Linked DNA regions of Rattus norvegicus: all the other regions are linked to region 2. Evidence: chromatin contacts called from public Hi-C data. All regions are on one chromosome and are shown on one strand. Each heading gives the region's core, a stretch centred on a gene start, on an enhancer-like site or on the middle of the called end of the contact. The rest is flanking DNA. Distances are from core to core; before and after follow the strand shown. Region 1 overlaps LOC102546726 (a long non-coding RNA gene). Region 2 overlaps LOC102546726 (a long non-coding RNA gene). Region 3 has its middle 380 kb from the start of Pik3r1.

Region 1 (4,893 bases), core at 1,404-3,903, 170 kb after region 2:
GTGTCTCCATACACCCACCTCATGTACCCAGTCTGTCCCACTCCTGGCTTATTCCCTGGACAAATCCTGGCACTGGTCCCTCAGGCACACTCAAAGACCTTGAGTAACATTTTATGGCTCGTGGAATTACTTGCAAGTTCTCTAAATCCACCCAACCCTTTTTCGTTGGCCAAGTCTAGCCTTTACTCTCTCTACACCCTGTACCAAATTCTGACTCTGCCAAAAGGAAATACTGCCACCTCTCCTTTGGCCACTGACCTTGGGCCAACCTCTTCACCCCCTAGGATGAATGATATTGATATTCATTTATCAATTGCAGTACTCCCAGGTCTCTTTCTTCAAATATAGTTAAGAAAAATTGAGGCTTTTTGACAGTAACTAATTTAGGCATCAGAACACTCTTTTTAGCCTTGGTGGAATTTAGGGTTTTAGCTTCTATCACCTACAAAAGTCTACTTTGGCTGGGGATGTGCCTTGATGATGGATCAGTATGTAGCATACCAAATCTCCATTTTGGTTCATCCCTAGCAATGGAAAAAATCTTTTCTGGTACCACCTTGACCTCTGATTCACAATAGCTCCCTATCTCTGGTCTTGGGAGAGTCCATTCAATGAAGATGCCCCTGTAGATTGAGAAGTATGTTCACGTCCGTCTGGACATTTCAAAGAATCACCAGCGTTTGAATGACCCAGCAGTGAAGACCTACTTAAACTAAAGTTGCTACAAGTAAGAGGACATTTATGAATGAGAGTTTTTTCTCATTGTACTAATACCAGGAAGTGAATCATTCAACCACCCACCAGCCAGAAACTCTTCTCTTCAGATGGGAAGTATTTCACCATTTAGCAGTTTTCACAGCCAGTTGGGGAAGGGGAGAACAGTTACCCTTATGGAGTGTGGGCAAATGAATGGACATCTCACAGGGGACTCTGAGACAGAGATGGGGAACTGTACTGACATAGCGCTTCCTACAGCAGCCTGGTGTGGGAGTCAAACCCAACTTACATGTTATGATTTGAGAAATAAGTACGCTCACTTCTACACAGAGCCCCCAACCCCTCTTCTGCTCTGTTATAAATTACACTACTATTCACTACCCACGGAGATGACCTGAAAAAAGGGAAACATCGAGGTAGCCACAAATGCCATGGGTCCTGTTCACGTCTTAGATTTGAAGGTACCCTTGTTTGATCAAAGGCAAAAATATTGCTCCCTTCTTGGTTTTACTTCATTCCTAGAGGTGAAACTCAAAGTCCATGCAAATCCCCCAAACAGCAGCCCCGTGTTGATGTGAATATTCCCAATTTTGAGAAAAGAGTTCACACTTCAATGGGCACCAGAAAGATTCAGAAAGCTAAGAACCACCATTGAATAAAAAAATCCCCATCCATCTCTCAAAGCAAGGAAACAGATCAATTCCATGGATGCGTTGATTTTAGTCCTTAGTGGAAGAAGAATGAGGGGCAATATTTTGAAGAGTATATGTTACCTCCAGCTGCTTCTACAAATTGTCCACATTTCCAGGAATAAGTGGATTCTACTTTCACATGTTCCCTTTGCCACGATGTTCTGCCACACAGGGTTGCAATGAAGAGGGTAGCCATGAACAGAAACATCAGAAATAGCTTTCCTCTTTAAACTGTTTCTCTCAGGGTTAGAAAATTGAACCATACACCCGCCTTGTTGAGTTGGTTGTTCTGGTTTGAGGTCTCAGCACTGATTTCTTTTGGGGGGCGGGTTTATTTACATTTTAAATGTTATCCCCTTTCCCTGTTGCCGCTCCAGAAACACAATATCCCATCCCCAGCCCCTGCTTCTATGAGGGTGCTCCCTCACCCACACTCCCACCCGCTCACTCCCTCCCACCTCCCCACCCTGACGTTCACCTACACTGGGGTATCTCAGCACTGATTTCTAAGATGCACCGAACCTACGGCATCAGAATCTCTACCAGAACCCAGAGTGACAACTAAGCCAGTTTCCCTAGCTTGTTGAATTGAGCTAAGCTGGCTTGAACTTGCTCCCACCTGTTCAGCACTTCCAAGGAAAGTTTCTGTACTGGTCTCTGGTTCTAACGTTGCTCCTCCAGGCTCTAGCATTAAAGTGCGGTGGTCACCTTCTTCACAAAGGAAAGTCCCAAGCTCTTCAAGGCTGAGCCCATTTTGCTAATGATAACCTTGAAAGCCCATGTGTATATGTGTGTGTCTGTGTGTGTGTGTCTATGTGTCTGTGTGTGTGTCTGTGTATGTGTGTCTATGTGTGTGTGTCTGTGTGTGTATGTGTGTCTATGTATGTATGTCTATGTATGTGTGTCTGTGTATGTGTGTCTATGTGTGTGTCTGTGTATGTGTGTGTATAAATATATATATATATATATATTTATACACACACACACTCACACACACACAGTTTATATAGAGAGGGAGAGAAAGAGGGAGAGTCATTTATCTCTCTGAAGACAATAGAAAATGCCCACACCAAAGAGGGCGTCATCTCCTTCCCTAGTTTCTAAACCCTATTTGCAACAACCTTTTACTTCCTCTCAGATGAATGCTTTGGCCAGGAGGAATCATGTCCTAATAGCTTCACTGTCCCCTGGAATTAGCCAATCAAATGTTCTCTGAAATGTTGACTCTTCTAGTTCTCCTAGAATAGTGGCTCCACATGTGTCAATAAACACTGCCTGAACCTTTGCTTCTGAGTGCTCTGTAAGCGTCTGGTGTAGTAGGGCCAACCTTAAGTTCAGACCCTGCCACCACCTTTGGGGGCTCTGTAACTCTGACTCTCAGTGTCCTCACCTATGAAGTGACGTAGCAAAGCTGACCTTATGACACAGCAGAGGGAAATGTGTGCATGGATAGAGTGGAGGGACAGACTGTAGCCTGGAGTATAGTTTTCAGGTACCCCAGGCACAGAGACAGTTAGTCAGCCGAGATGGTGTCAGTTCTAGCAGTCTTATACCACCAATAAACAGACATTTTTCTTTAAATACTGGATTAAATTCCAGCTGAGTGATCACGGAACTCAATCAGATTTAACCTTTCTGTAATTTTAGTACCTTTGCCTCCTCTAAGAATAAAAGTTGCCCCCACCATATTTTTTCTATGTTTCTACATACGGGCTATATCTATTTTTTAAAAGGTTAAATCGTTCTGGTTCCTTAAAGAGCAATATTCTCTAAGTTTAAACACTGCACTTATATAATTCCATAATACCAAAAACGTGAACTTTATATGAAAACATGTTTGTCCAGAAGAAAGTGCTATTTCCCAAGAAAAGGTTACTTCAATGTTCTCTGTAGTTTTAAATGAAAGGCCAGGTTCGGGTTAGGTTTGCTTGTTTTGTTGTGGGTTTTTGTTTTTTTTATTCCCGTTAAGGTTAGGACCTGAAATGCAATCTGAAAATATTCATGAGGAACTTAAAAGAACTTGGGAGTTAATGTCAATACACTGGCACTCAGGATAAGCAGGTTATTCTGGTGATCCAGAGTTAGGTTGCCACACTACACTTTAACTCCTGAGTTGTTCAGCATGCGCCCCGCGGAACAGAGCCTGGAATGTTCTGAAGTCAAGCTGCCAATGACAGGTCATTAGGAGAGCTCATGTGGCCCATCAGGAAATTGAGAATTTAGCATATTGTGTTTTTCCAGCTCAAACATGTCATGAGTAAGGAGGACAAATTTTTTGCTGTGTTAATGACAGGATATGAATCACCCTCTGTTTTAGATGGCTATCCTGGGGAGCTCTCTTTGCCCCACTGTGGGCTTTCTTTCTCACCGCAGGGAGGCACTGAACTGCTTTCCAATACTTAGAATGTCATATTGGCCTCAGGCACCTAGGAATAGTCAAGGAACGAGTATCAATTCATGTAAGAAATTCTTGTCCATTAGATGAAGATTTTTAAGCTTTAAGCTTCCTAGAACAGTAAATTATCAGAAACCTTATGTGAACATTTTCCCATTTCTTGTCCCTCCCACTGTCCACAGAGAAAGCACAAGGTTTAGGTATCCCTGTATCAATCATAAAAATCAATTTAAAAAAAAAGCCAGCACTTGCCTGCTTGTAATCCAGCAAGCCATAATTACTGAGTTAGACTGAACTTGTGTCTACATATTCTGTTAACGTAGCTCCCTCCCACACAACCCCCAAACAACCTAGGACACCTGGGCAAGTCCAAATGTTCATGAAGAAAAATAAATGAAGAATAATGAAAAGCAGAGATTGGATATGAGTTTCTATTTGAACATGTCAAGTGCTTTCCTAAGGGCTCCGGGGAATATTCTCAGTTCAAGACATCAGGTCTAAGGCTGACCCAGGCTTACAAACAAATAACCTGATCTATCCCATGGCAATCTCAGTCTCTGCAGAGGCCTCTGCATAAAGCTGTTGGTGTTAAGCAGAGACATAATCAATGGCAAAAATGAGGGGATTAAAAAAGGGCCCGGGCACCCATACCACAGTGTGTGCCATGGCGGGAGAGTTCTTCAATTTCCAGCCTGTGACAAGGCTTCATCCACCCTTCAAAGGATGACTGGCCCTGAGCCAAGGCTGAGAGCTCAGCATCCTTGAGATCTTTGGTGTATAGTCCCAAAAATCCTGGGAGTCCTGCCACAGGCAGACAAATGTGATGAGTTACTTAATGCAAAGACACAAAGCAGGTGGGAGAGCAAACGAGGGAAAGGTCATTTCATGGGAAAAGATAAGAAGAAATTCCTGCGGTGAAACCAGAGCCAGATCTGGAATGATGAGAACATGTCTTCTCTTCAGAGTGTGACTAAAATGCTGGTCGATTTTGAGTTTGAGATCGTACTTGGTTGTATTCCTTGCCTTCTGTACAACTCATCCTCAACACATGCTCACGAATGAACATGCACAGACATTGATGCGCACGGG
Region 2 (4,254 bases), core at 1,012-3,511:
CAAACCATCAATTATGCCTCTTACTTCAGGGTAAGCTTTATTTTTCATCAATGGCCACAAATGAATGTGTAAGTCCTCAAGAGACTTGCTACACACAGTGACTCTGATTTACTTACAGATATCCAGTACTCTTTGTATGTGTCTCTGTCCATGTACACATATACAACTTAGACACAATAATAAATGTCTATGGTGCTTTCAACACAAATGGCCTCTAAAGGTTCAAATATTTGGAGTTTTGATCCACAGTTTGCAGAACTATTTGGGAAGGATCAGGAGGTATGGCCTTGTTGGACTAGGGTTAGGGAAGGATCAGGAGGTATGGCCTTGTTGGAGGAGGTATGTGACTAGGGGTAGGGAAGGATCAGGAGGTATGGCCTTGTTGGAGGAGGTATGTGACTAGGGGTAGGCTTTGAGGTCTCAAAAACCCATCATGCCTTTACCGGTGACCACTCTTTGCCTTGTGCTTGTGGATCAAGATATAAGCTCTCAGCTGCTGTTCGAGCACCTTGACAACTGCCTGCCTGTTTGCTCTCTCTGCCATGATGGTCATAGACTCTGACCCTCTGGAAGTTTGCGCTCCAAATAACCGATTTCTTCATCACTTATATTCAAAAGTAAGCCTTCCATCTTTTACACGGAGACTGGGCTTTCTAAAATAAAAGGTGTCACATTCCTGTGAGGACGAACACTTGCCAATTGCAAACACATCTGCAACACATCCAACAGAAAAAGGATGACCTTGAATGTTAGAGTCATGGGAGCTTTCATCTTGTATTTGCTCCGACAGGAATCTGAGGATGGCCAGAAGGGGCCTCTCCTCACTGCCTAGTTCTTCCTAACAAAGCTAATAATAATCTGTCTGATTGATCAAAATAGGCGTTAAGAGACAGAGTTGGGGTGAAGTTGGGGGCCAAGTATCTTAGATGTGACTTTGGTTTCCCTAGGCTGCACTCCCTGTGTGGAGTAGGTTCAAACCCTTGTCTCCTACCTCCCGTGTCCTTGATATTAGGACCACCAGTGCTGAGCTTCTCCCCTGACAGTAGCACCCCTCGTAGCTCAGTGGAAGGTGACCAGGCAAAGGAGTGACACTGAGCAAGTTCACGGAATAAAGGCGTTCTCAATGTATCTCCAGCAAAAAGGGACACTCAAAGAGTTCAAGTTTAAGTAGCTTTGAAAGGAAAAGCAAGCACCAGTAATTGAGCTTTTTCGCTAGCTTCATAATTTCTGACCAAACAGCAGTTAAAGTTGTCAAAGAAACCACTTTTCATGTAGATAGGCAAAAAGCAAGGCCAATCCTATCCAGTGGCCCTTCTGTGTCTCCTACTGAAGAAATAGTAGCTGCCTGGGTTTGAATGTATATCTAAGTCCTATGTTTAAATAATGGTTATTCTCCTAAGATTTAGAGGCTGCAGTTAAGTTTTCTTTGGCACCGAGACCATGATTAATTCACTGTTTTGCCCCTACAAGTCAGCACAGTCACTAGCAGAAGGTATATTTAAATAGGACAAGCATGAAGTGTGGCAGGCTCAGACAGATCCAGCTGTAAGCCAGCTTCAAGGTCATCCTAATGCATGCACATGCACATTGACATGCACATGCATTCATGCAAATAGGAGGCCCCAAATATTCTTTAAGGAATATTCCTACTATTAACTGGAGGAAAGCACTTACAGAATCTCAGGGTCCCCTTTGTGAAAAGTTTCTTCTGAGAACTGGGCCTTTCTCAGAATGCCAGTAAAAAGTTAGTTCTAGCAGAAGGTCTTTCTCCGAGGACTGGGTAATGAAAACAGAGCAGCCGTGTGGGATAAAGAGCTGATACACGAAGCTGCACTCACACAATGCGAGGGGTGAGCTTTTGTTTCCCAGAGAAAAGGCTTTCAGAAGCAATTCAGAGAGCTCTTTCCTTTCTCAAATTCCAATGGCAAATAAATATTAGTCCCCAGAGGGCTCATAAAGACCTCAGAGCCTAAAACAAACAATGCATGGGGTAACATTCAATGCAATCTGTACAGAGACCAATTAAAGTGCTTGGGGTTAATGGAGGAGTAGTGAATGGTCAAGGAATTCCCTTTAGAAGGAATGCATCCCCCAAATGATGCTATCGAGTCTTAAACAAGCAGAAAGCCTGAGACCTTCTTGACCTAAGACTCAAGCCTCTCTAGAGGAAGCAAAGGAAAAAGGGGATAGGTTCCTAGTGTAGCCAGAGGACAAAGTGCTGGGTCACAAGGCCTGGCAAGGTCCACCTGGTTCTTGGCACTGCCTGTGCAAGCCACCTGATAGCCAAGTATGCTTGTTGACTCCCATCCGCCCGCCCAGCACTTGGGAGGCTTAGGCAGGAGGAATGCATAAAAGACAGTCTCATCTACGCAGTGAGTTTCCAGCTAGTTATCAGGAGAAAGCTTGTGGGGAGAGTGTAAGACTTGGTGGAGGGGTGTAAAGAAGGAGGAGGGGGACAGGGAGGAAGGGGAATAACACAAGATCAAGGAGGGAAGGAACAAAGAAAAGGGGACCAAGAGAGAATGCTACCTGATTTAAAACAGACCCAAAAAAGCTAGGTCTTTTCAAATTATTCAGAGCTATCTGTTTTATACCCAATATATAAACATGTGATGTACACAGGTAATGAGCAGTGTGCAAAGGAATCAAGGTCAGAGGGACTGTAAGAGGTGGTGCAGCTTCAGACATTGACGTGGAAAGGGCTGGACCTCACATCTTCACTGGAAGGCACTACTTTCCACAAAACCTGATCCGTGACCAGAGAACTCATGAAGGCCGAACTGGTTATTGTTGTTGTTCAGCTGGAAGCCCTGCTTGTCCCTGCACAAGCTAGGAAACCCTGTCTGCCTTCCTTCCCCCACCCCCAAAGGCACAAAACAAACAACAAAAATATAAATAACCAAACAAAACCCTCTGAACAAAGGAAAGTATCTAAGAACCCAGGTCAGCATTCCTGGAAGCTGTGGCAACCTCATCCCCGATGCCAGCCACTCAAATCCCTTCCTAAACCAGACTTGGGCACGAAACCATCTTATGGCTGACACATCAATACCCTTTACCTACAGTCTGTAAAACTTCCCCATCCTAGCCAGGGTGCACAGCTTCCTGGGGCCTATTCTTTGGTACTGCTGAACCCGCCTGGGAGCAACACTGAATTAACTTGCCTATATCTGCTTTCAGTTTGGCCTAATCTGCCTATATGAACATCACCAAGGGACAGAAAAGGCCTACCAATTTTATAATTATGATTATGATTGTATTATTATATTACTTAGCACTGTTGCTTAGAGGACTCTAACAGTGTAAGAGAAATCATGTACATGTGTATATGAATTCTTTGGCTTAGCATTTTTAAATGTCTGTTGTGTGACTATCTCAAACACATGCTGTCATCTCAGATAGGATCCCTACAATAGACCAAAGCATGAAAACCACTAAAATCCAACGTGATGAACCAATGAATTTTACTGGGGCTGCGTACAGAAATGTGGGTGAGGGGTTACTAACAGGAACATAAATAACTCCAGCCCACATAGCCTGGGTGACAGCTCACAAAATCTGGAAGCCTGGAGCACACTGCACGGCCTTCAGGCACCTCAGCAGTTTGGAGACTGTCCTCTCCTGGTGATCAGTTGGTCTGAGCCTCTTCCGTGCAATTTGGTTTGTCTTTGCCTCTTCTTGGCAGTGTGGCTGGCTGCTGCTTCCTTTTTTCATTGGATATTTTATGTATTTACATTTCAAAAGTTATCCCCTTTCCCTCTTTCCTCATCCTCCCTTCCCCTGCTTCTATGAAGATACTCCCACTCCCACCTCAACACCCTGGCATTCCCCTACACTGGAGAAATGAGCCTTCTAATAACAGCCCTATTTATAATAGCCAGAAGCTGGAAAGAACCCAGACACCCTTCAACAGAGGAATGGATACAGAAAATGTGGTACATCTACACAATGGAGGACTACTCAGCTATCAAAAACAATGACTATGAAATTCATAGGCAAATGGGTGGAACTAGAAAATATCATCCTGAGTGAGGTAACCCAGTCACAGAAAAAACACACATGGTATGCACTCGTTGATAAGTGGATAGTAGACCAAACGCTCTGAATACCCAAGAAACAATTCATAGACCATATGAAGCTCAAGAAAAGGGAAGAGTGAAATGTGGATGCTTCAGTCCTTCTTAGAAGGGGGAACAAAATACTGAAGGGAGGAAATACAAGGACAAAGATTGGAGCAGGGACTGAAGGAAAGGT
Region 3 (4,592 bases), core at 1,180-3,679, 250 kb before region 2:
TCTGAGAAAAAACAACCTACCAGCCGCTGTAGACAAAACAAAATCCTTTGCTTCTTTTCAAGTTTCTCGAGTTGGAATTCAGGTAGCATAGGTAGTTTATCTCTAATCTTTCAGGTTATTTTCATTTTGATTAATTTCTTCATTAATTTTGTGCGCATTGAATGCCATAGAGCACATGTAAGCTAGAGGACAACTTGTGGAAGCCTGTTCTCTCCTTCTGCTATGGGGAACTGGGGATCAAACTCAGGGTTCCAGGCTTGGCAACAACTGCCTTTGTCTACTGAAGCCCTGGAAATTCTTCATTTCGAACACATATTTTCTCAATAAATATTTATCTGTATATAAAACATAAAGCACTTTTAAGAACCATACACATTTTTGGTAATGATTAATTGATCAGATATTCATTCCTAAAAGGAAAGGGCAATTCACTTTAGATGAAGAGGTCAAAGAAATTCATCATTGAAGGTATATTGGGAATAAGTGATTCCTAGACTCAAATCATTGGATTCTCTCAAATACATTGATGTATTCTTGTTTTCGAGTCATAGTGGGAAGAAGGCAGGTTGAGCTAAGAAGGGTGGCAAGGAAGGCAGGTCTACTTGATGGGGTGAGCAGAGTGCTGCAAATTCAACTTGTATCGCCCTTCAAGCCAGCCATCTCTAACTAACCTTTTGGAGGATGATAACTTGACCTTTGATGGAGTATAAATTTGTCTCTGGTAAACAAAAGCTTGATTTTCAATGATGCTCCAAGATTTAGAGGGAAGAATTGAATGATTAATGAAAATCAATGAAACTGTTAGGACACAATTTTAGGTTCATTTTAGTTCTCAGAAATCCTACCTGTACTGTGTGGGTTTCGGGGATGATGTCAGGACAACAATCAAACAAACAACAATAAAACAAAAAGATGAATTTGGGCCACAGTAGACCAACTTATGACTTTTCAAAGGTTTCACTGTGCTGCTCCGTACCTGCTGGTCCTGTTTCCTAAACATATTCATCTATGGTTCTACTTATAATTGAATCTCTGCCGGTGGAAGATTGGACAATCGGCTCTGGTTTGAAGTCATAAGAGAGATCTGTAAGTCTCAGGAGCAGTCAGTAAATGGAGACACAAGTGTGATTAGCCCTATATTGAAAAAGTTATAGACTTCCCCAACAATTACTTCATTACACCCCTTTTGCTTTAGTGTGACTCTAGTCTGCATGGCACTAATGTACATATATGATTAATAATCATGCACATCACAGACATTACATATAATCTCATATATTCAATACTTTAAAAGAAATTTTTGGCTCTATCTGACAATCATTCTTTTAAAATGATTGTAAATTAGTACAAGACAAAGTGCCACCACTGTGCGGGAGTTAAACACACTTTTGAAATACCTCTTAAAGAAGAAATGGAACTGAGCTGAGCTAACAGTATCTGAGGCATAATGGGGAAATGGAGAAATCATTTAACCCCAACTCAGAGGTTGAACCTGCCCTGCTCATTCAGTTCCCAGGTAAAGGACACACAACTTTTATTATTTACAATAAGCCTCAACCAGCACAAGAGTTGGGCAGATATCTACCCTGTATGCTCTTAGAATCTACTTTCCTATTGATAACTACTAGTTATTACTTACTATACTTCATCTGGGCTGCTCTTAACTCCAATTGGCCAGCTCTCAGGGCCACAGTTTTATGACTCACCTAACCCATGGAAGCTTCTCCTCTGTTTACCTTCTCCCCTCTGCCTTCTGTTTCTCCTCTGACCTCCATCCTGAAAAGCCTACGTCTCTTCTGCCCAGCTATTGGCTGTCAGCAATTTTAGTTACCAATCAGAAAAAACTTGGGAGCAAGGTCACATAATGTCACTTGGATCTACATGTGGACTTTCTCACCTCTGGGGTCTTAAGGAACCAGTAATAGCATTAAAATACAAGCAGCATCAGACCAACCCACTATAGAGAAAAAAAGCGAAGGATTTGGAGATGTTACCTAATGCTCAAAATTAGCCTGTAAGCCTCAATAGGTCAAGAACTTGGTAACTTCCTGGAATGCTGGGAGTTGTGGTTCTTGGAAAATAACAAAGCCTCATGGGAAAGTACAGTGGCCTATAGGTTTATCCCTATAAGCCTCGGCTACATGTGACTCGGGGTCATTTTGGCTGGGAAATTCCAGGGACTGGGTCTGGCCAAAGTCCATCTCTTGGTCCATAGTTAATATTTAATAATGCTTGCTTTAAATTTGGCCACAATGCTGGAATTGGATTTTTTCAGGTGAATCTCAGGATTGACAACTACTGGTGGTTCATAGTGAAGCCTTAGTAGCATATTTGAGGTCTGGCACACCCAGATGCCCATGTGCAGTGTAACACAGGTAACATACAGTGTGTGGCATAGAACACACAGCACGTTCTCTGTGGTCTAGGCTGAAAGCTCTTACTGAGAAGCAGTAGCAAAGGTCAGAGGTGTAAAGCAGAAGGGAAGATGAACTCAGATGATAGTCAGAGAATAGAACACGTTTTCACAGTGATAAGACAGCTTCTGCGTGGTATCTTTGCAGATCCTGGAACTATTTGACAGGTTATCAAGTCATTCTTTCCTGTTGAGATCTATGTTTGAAAGGATCATGAAGTGTGTGGCCACCAAGGGGAATTATAAACCTTACAAGGCTGGCCCTCAAGGGCATTTCATTCCTAAAATAGAAAAAGTCTGTGGTGTTCTATGATGACAGAAGACCACCGAGACAATCTCCTCTCACCCAGGCTGATTTGCTAAACTTACACTTCTAAGAGGAAGAACAAGAGCACGAAGGAAATTGAGAACGGTAGAACCGTTTACAAAGGAAATCAAATGAAAAGGCACCCCAATTACATGCAGTAACTGTGGTCTGAGGAACTAATTAATCATGCTATTCAGGGAAGCCTATCTAGTGCTTTGCTTCCAGAGGTCTAGATGACAAATAGAATCTTGAAGAAGAAATATCTTGTCCGCTGTTTTTCTCTACTCTTGCTTATTTTTCTTAAAGCAAAGGCAGCAGTGCACTCTGAAGCCCATGATTGAATTCTCGAAGTCAGACGATGTGTTTAGGTGGTCGCCACTGCAGAGCTACGCTACGACTCAGGGTGACTTTCAGGAAGAAAACATATTTAAATACAAAATACAACCTAGATAGAAAACCTATGATGCCATAGTCCAGTACTGAAAAACAGAGTCTTTCCCTCAATTTAGATAATTAGCCTAGAAATATCTGTGACTATCTCTGGGTTGCCAGCAACACTGAACTTGGGTGCTACAGTTCCATGTGAAAACGTAGGTCAAACAAACCCAGCAGAGGGAGGGACAAGTCTTTTTGTTTTCACTTCTTCTTGTGGTGCTCCTGTTTATATTGTAAATTCTGTATACAGGGAAATCTTACATCTGGATGTGAAAGCTCAAAAGACTTACCTCAAGTCCAGATGCTGCATTCTCTTCACCTGTGAGATAACGAGGGGATATCCAAAGAAGCAATGGCGGATGTTCTGTATGAGGCAAAGTGCCTGGAACGGTCTCATCACGCTTCATATTTGTGATTCCTCTCTCCTGTCATGCAACCCCACCCAAGCTAGACTCTCCTTCAAAGGATCCTGAGAAATGTGCCTCAAACTTATCGCTTCTCCTCTTCCTTTGCTCTCTCCCTGATGATGAAGCCCACTGAATTGGCCTGACTTTCCTGTTAACTACCTTGACTTGTTTACAGGGAGAGAAATGGTGGAGACTGCAGCACTGGTATGAGCAGTGGTACAAAGCTCAGGTAGTAATAAGGAAGCAGCAGCAGGATTTACCAGAGGACTCAGTGTCTCCTTTGTCCTGTTCTAAAGGAACTCAGCAGTACAGAGTTGGCCTCAAACCTGAATTCACAGAAGGGGTTGGTTTATTTCATTCAAATAATGGACTTCTCACATGTCTCTTACTGCTGCCTTGCCAATGCAACGTGAGCACATGGCTCCGTGGGCTCTAACCTCCATTTGGCGTTAACACGTATATCCTATGCATTGGGGTAGATGGTAGAAAATTTTTGTCAACTTTACTGGGTTGAGGATTTCCTGAAGACCTGGTACAGCATTGCTTTCAGTGTGTCTACAAAGAGGTTTCAAGGGAACAGCTTGTAAGTTAGAACTGGATAACAAAGATCTGCCCTCAATGTAGACTGATGTGATCAATGAAGGGTGCCCAGAATGAAGAAAAGCAAGGGGCATAGGAATGTGTCTTTCTCTGATCTGTGGACTCTGGAACTCCCTAATTTTTTGTGCTCTGGTACTTAAAGCATACATTCCCTGAGTCCTCAAAACGTTAGCATCAGAAAGACAGTTACAGAGCCTGCTTCCCTGGTTCTGAGACTTGGATTGTGCCAGGCTCCTGGTGTCTCTACTTCTTTAACCAATCTCTCATGTTTATGTCCCTAATATCTATTCCAGTGGCTCTTGTCCTCTAGAGGACCTTGAATATCATATAATCAAAAGTTGACCCATCTATTCAGGGACATTTTATGGTTAGGCACAGTGAGCCCAGTGCTAACATTCCAAATTCTCCCAGGATCAATAAGAATGATTTA

What was found. A called contact is a pair of places that touch in the nucleus more often than the background predicts.
Region 1: a contact with region 2 is called in a Hi-C map of liver, with 2.2 times the contacts expected there. The contact joins two enhancer-like sites. A contact is called at or near these places in 2 of 12 Hi-C or Micro-C datasets (kidney and liver).
Region 3: a Hi-C map of liver shows a contact between it and region 2, with 6 times the contacts expected there. The contact joins two enhancer-like sites. A contact is called at or near these places in 2 of 12 Hi-C or Micro-C datasets (liver and psoas muscle).

The regions. Positions count from the first base shown.
Region 1 is chr2:35,493,223-35,498,115 of GRCr8, forward strand. The region is part of intron 1 of LOC102546726 (a long non-coding RNA gene); the gene reads right to left. Among named protein-coding and RNA genes, the nearest start is that of Cd180, 94 kb to the right of the region's middle. Within about 2 kb of position 2,654, at least 5 of the 93 cell types and tissues checked have an H3K27ac peak or open chromatin away from gene starts, as enhancers often do. A contact at or near this core is called in liver, where this site is marked.
Region 2 is chr2:35,326,395-35,330,648 of GRCr8, forward strand. All of the region lies in intron 5 of LOC102546726 (a long non-coding RNA gene), which reads right to left. Among named protein-coding and RNA genes, the nearest start is that of Cd180, 260 kb to the right of the region's middle. Within about 2 kb of position 2,262, at least 8 of the 93 cell types and tissues checked have an H3K27ac peak or open chromatin away from gene starts, as enhancers often do. A contact at or near this core is called in liver, where this site is marked.
Region 3 is chr2:35,074,417-35,079,008 of GRCr8, forward strand. No RefSeq gene overlaps it. Among named protein-coding and RNA genes, the nearest start is that of Pik3r1, 380 kb to the left of the region's middle. Within about 2 kb of position 2,430, at least 4 of the 93 cell types and tissues checked have an H3K27ac peak or open chromatin away from gene starts, as enhancers often do. A contact at or near this core is called in liver, where this site is marked.